Regions from separate parts of the Gossypium raimondii genome. Here region 2 is linked to region 1. The links are chromatin contacts, called in public Hi-C maps. All regions are on one chromosome and are shown on one strand. The core of a region is the stretch at or near the end of the contact, and the rest is flanking DNA. Distances in the headings are between cores, read along the strand shown.

Region 1 (2,700 bases), core at 119-2,618:
ACCTTAGTAAATCGAACTCGAATACACGAGACTATATTGCTTACACAAGCTGAAAGTGATCAGGGTTGCTCACACAAGCTGACATTTTTGAATTTGCTCACACAAACTGATATCGTATCAAGGTTACCAGTCCAGGCTAAACCAAGGATACATATAAGCCGAGAATCCACAAAAAATGTTGGATCTCATATAACCATGAAAATCACTAATCATTTTCAGATTTGACCCTAATTGCATGCCATACATATCCTAATCTTTTACTAAGTTTACACGGGCATTATTACTGTAATCATATCATTTCAATCCCTGTAACAACATTTACATGTCATACCAATCTTATTAACATCCCATTTCCGTTTTGGTACCTTGTACCTATTCATAAATACCATAGATTTCATACTTTGCAATTTAGCCCAATTGATGCCAAAAATCACCAAATTACATTTATAAAAACTAATAAGCAAAATAAATACAATTTAATCATAGCATGAAACAAAACAGTAAGTTTCATATGAACTTAACTAACAAAACAACAAATAAACAAGTTTTTAAGGATTAATTAGCAATTTTGCCTTTCCCTGATTATCCTCAATTTGGTTTAATTCTCGATCTATACAATAATTCGATTCAATTTATTAATACCAATCATTTTATAACAATCCCTAACATGCATGTACCAATTCAATTTAATTTTTGAATGCCCTTAAAGTTTTGCATTTTATTCAATTTAGTCCTTAATATCGAAATTGCCATAAATTTCAATTTTGAGCTTCGATTTTGAAATGGATATCAATTACATCCTTTTAGAGCCCTATAATATCTAAAATTACAGAAATTTCACACAAAAAGTCAATTTTTACACTTTGGTTCTTATGAACAAAACTAACAATTTACACTTTACAATCTAGTCTTTTTTCACATCTAAGCTTAAAATCTATCAATTTAACACCAATTTCATTAAGAAATATTTTAAAATTTTTAAAAATTGGTACATGGGCTAGCTAAATTAGACTCCCATGACCTCAAAAATATAAAAATTACAAAAAACAGAGACTTAATTGAACATACCAAATCAAGGTTGAAAGTTTGAAAGCTTTCAAACCCTATTTCTCCTTTATGCTACGGTGAAGAAGAAGAAGAAGAGCAAAATGCCTTTATTTTTCTTTTATACTTAGTTTAACTTTTAATTAATCTTAATTAAACTTAATTAAACTAACCTTAAGCATAATTAACAAGTTTGGTGTATTCCTACACCAAGGTTGGTTGGCATGAATGGCTATTCCATTCATACCTTATTTAACGCAACAGTCTTATTCCATTGTTTGGTTTAATTGAATGAGTGAAACGGTCGGGTAGTATTACAACCTCATTTCGGCCTCTCACGGAATACCCATTCTATGCTACAACCAAAGAATAGCCATTCCAGCCTTTTACTCAATAGCCACCAATTTTTTTCCCAAAAATACCCCAAACCAAAAACATCATATTAACCATAATTTTAGTTTATGAATTATATCTATGGAAGAAAAATCAAGAAGAAACAAAAATTAAAACCCAATCGTTATGATTCAATGCTTTCCCAACTTCGATTTCATCCAACAATGCTATTTTCACAGCATTAACACAAGGTCTCCTCCACTCTGACATGTTCCAAACCGAATAATAAAATTGAGAAAATAAAACAAAACAACCCAAATCGGAAGAAAAAAACTGTGATTGGCGGTGGGAAATTAACAGAAGGGAGATTTGCATGTATGGATTTATAGGCTTTGGTGGGCTTTTAGGACAAACTAAACAAAAAAATTGAAAGAGTAGGTGGAGATAAAGCTTTGGAGAGGAAGATACATGAGAAAAAGAGAGGGCTAAAGAAAAAAAAAGGGGGCGAACTAGATAGAACTCTAGAGAAAAGAAAGAGATAAAGTTGATCGACGATGGGTAGAGGCTCTAGATTAAAGAAACAAGGTTAATGATAGGTGAAGCAGAAAGGAATGGTCTGGCGTATGTCTTGGCAATAGAGGGTTTAAAGTGGAGGGAGTAGAGTCACTTGATGGGGGATGTGCCAGTGTTCGCGAAAGGAAAATGGTGGAGGAAAAGAGAGTGGTTGGTTGGTGAAATGAATTGACCAATGACCAAGAGGGTCTCCTCCAAATAAACTTGACGGTTAAGGGAGCAAAGAGGAAATGGAAGGGGAAACCTGAAAGATCCCATTTTCAAGATCAGCTGGATTGTGAATATTGGGGGCAATTAGGGTCCCTAGAAAGTTAATGGTTTTATTTATTATTGCATTTATTTTTCTTTATTAGTCTTTTTTTTTTGGTTAGGTTGTTCTTTTGCTGTTATGTTTTGTTTGACTGTATTTTTTCCCACTTTATATTAAATGAATCCAACTAGTTATTTTCAAAGAAAAATATATAATAAAATAATTTTAAATATGATTTTAGAATTATTTTAAATTTATAAAATTAAATTTATTGTTAAATAATGTTTTATTATTAAATATAAAATGTTAAATTATTTATTTTCAAATATTATTTTTGACATAATATTTATAAAGTTATTAAGAAATAAATCATATTTTTATAAATAATATATTAATTATACTATTAGATATATTTATAATATATGTTGCTAAATTATTAGCATTTAATTATAATATTAAAATTTCTAGATATATTATTATTTTTATGAATTATATTAATT
Region 2 (2,700 bases), core at 130-2,629, 110 kb after region 1:
TTCCTAAGTTCTAACAAAGGTTTACTAAAGATAATAACATAAAATGTTTTAAACGTAACAACAATATTTCAAAAACACTATCGTGTGACGTTACCAGATACGACCATAATGTTTAGGCTGGATTTAGAGAGTTACATACTATAACATAATTTTCTTATATCATGCGGTGAACATATTTAATAATTACAATAATATAACATATTTAAAAACTAATGATAACTTTTTTATACAACTAATTCATGAAAAGAAAAAGCACTTAAAATAATTAACAAAGTTGTAAAAATTTTGCAAGTAGTTGGAAAGATTTTTTTATTAGGTGTCTAGTTCTTAATCCATCAAGTCAAATAACTATTCATAACAGTAAAATACAAGAAAGTAATGGTCTCCACATCGACACCCATATCAAATCAATTACTTATTTGTAACAACAAAATATAAGATTCTTAAGGAAATATTGAAAATGGTTATTCACACCTCAACACCAATGATTATTGAGTTCCTACTAGACAATAAATTTTAAATGTATTATTCAACACCTTTAAAAAACTTACACCCATGAATATACTCATAAAAATATTTTAAATAATAATTTTTAAAAAGTGTAATTAGATAATAAATTAGTTTTAGGTATCAAAATAAAAAATAAAAACAAGAAAAATAATTTGTTGAGTAAATTAAAAATAGTCATTAAATTTTGGTTATTTTTCTATCACTAAATTATGAAAAATTATATTTTGATCATTCGTCTATCAATCGTCGTTACAATATTAACGGAAGAGTGATATGACACGTTAACTAATTTAATTCTAGACTATAGTTAAAATATCTGATTTGGTCCTTGTATAATTTTTAATAATAATTTTTAAAATTATAAAATATCAAAAATTCTTAAAATTCATAAAATTAATTAATTGTTTTTGAAATTATAAAATATTTTTAAATTTATAATTATGTAAAAGTTAAAAAATCATAAAATCTAAAATCTTTAAAAAATTAACTTGTTAATTTAAATTTCAAAAATTATAAAAAATCAAAATTTCTTCAAAAGAATTCTGAATTTTTGTTATTTTAATTTTTGAATTTTTTTCTGAAATTATAATTAGATTAAAAAATAAAATTTCATAAAATTCTAAAAAAAAAAAACCAAGAAAAGCAATTTTTTTGAGGTATTGAATTAAATAAAGAAGAAATAATAATAGAGTTAAAGTAATAAATAAATATAAAAATAAAGAGAAAAAGGGACGTAACGTATCACTGACATCTGAGAGGTGCTTCTGAGCGGAGCAGAAGGTCGAGTCTACATCATACTCGTCTCCTTGTGCCGCGAAACGCGGACTATAGTCCCCCCCCTCCCCCTTCTTTCTTTTCTTTTTTTTTTTTTTTCTCATTTTATTATCTTTCTCCCCCCATCCATCCCCCTTTGTTTGAGAGAGAGTTTGTGTGTTTTGGTTGTTTGGACTGTCGGCTTTGATTTTATGTTCTCCTTAATCCTTTGCTGTTCTTGTCGGAGATTGTAAGCTTGAAGATGCAACCAACACAAAGTTTAAATTTGGGCACTTGAACACAAAGAAAATATGGTGAGCTCTTTTATCCTATTTTATCCATTAGTTTTTAAGTATTTATTTCACATTTTCTCTTTCTGTTTAATCCTTGTTCTGGACTTCTCTTTGTGCTTCCTAGAAGCTATTTTTAAGGCTCTGTTTTGCTTCAATTTTATTAAAACATTTATCTTTCTTTTTTTTTATCTTTCTTAGTTTTCGCGGCAGCCAAACGTTTACTTAGTTGAAGATTTTGGTGGCAGCTCCCACACATAATTTCTAATTATTCCCAGCAATACTTGTTTGATGATAATCTTAAACATAATAAACTGTTTTTTCCCCAGTTCTTGAAACTGGGTTTTTCAGTAATGTCCCGGGCCTTATCCTGGGAATATTTACATTCTACCAAATCAGTTGATGAACCCTATTATTTTGCCCTGCAGCTGTAATTTTCTGAAGATTTTGTGTCATAAATATGGGAGATGAGTTGAATAAATATATTGCGGGTTTGTACAAGTCATAACATCCCTGTTTGATTGATTATCGATATACCATCTCTACTAGACTCTTATTTGGTTTGCTTGTCTATATCTTTAACACATTTTTATGGGATATTTTAGTAGATTAGTTTTAACTAATAACTTAAATAGTTTGGTTTATAGATGTGTAAAGATGAAAATCTCTGTATTGCCAGCTGTTGCAGTACAATTAGGTTGTAATCCAGTGTCAGGGGCCGCTAGCAAGTTTTATACGACACAAACTTGGGCATTTTATCAATTATTGTGTGTATATATATATTATCTTTTTCCGCATTGTTTTGCTGACTCCACTACAGATTGTTGTCACTGGCTGTATGATAGCTTTTGCTATGGCAGAATTGAGTTTTGCTTTCAGTCATTGTTTAAGATCACTCCTCTTGTGATACTTGATCTTGTTTTTGGTATTGTAGTACATCTTGTCTTGTTTCCTCCCCCGGTTCCCCTTGTCTTTCTGTGCAGTGATTGGTAGTATTATGTTACTTGTACTTTGTACTTGACTTTATAATCAATGCCTAGTTGTACCAACAGTTATCAGCATTTATCCACGCATCTTATTTAACAGCATGATTGTGCATCCTCATTTTGATGATTGGCTAGCCATCTCTTTTCTTGGCCTACCCGAA

Evidence for each region. Hi-C and Micro-C count contacts between places; a contact is called where the count stands out from the background.
Region 2: a Hi-C map of leaf shows a contact between it and region 1, with 2.8 times the contacts expected there. The contact joins the promoter of LOC105779982 here to the enhancer-like site in region 1. A contact is called at or near these places in 2 of 2 Hi-C or Micro-C datasets (both in leaf).

Annotation. Positions count from the first base shown.
Region 1 is chr4:12,024,048-12,026,747 of ASM2569854v1, forward strand. All of the region lies in intron 1 of LOC128040426 (secreted RxLR effector protein 161-like), which reads left to right. Among protein-coding and RNA genes, the nearest start is that of LOC128040426, 7.8 kb to the left of the region's middle. Within about 2 kb of position 1,369, the one cell type or tissue checked has open chromatin away from gene starts, as enhancers often do. A contact at or near this core is called in leaf, where this site is marked.
Region 2 is chr4:12,130,259-12,132,958 of ASM2569854v1, forward strand. It overlaps LOC105779982 (transcription factor AS1), which reads left to right and starts at 1,380. Exons shown (of 2, transcript XM_012604028.2): 1 at 1,380-1,577.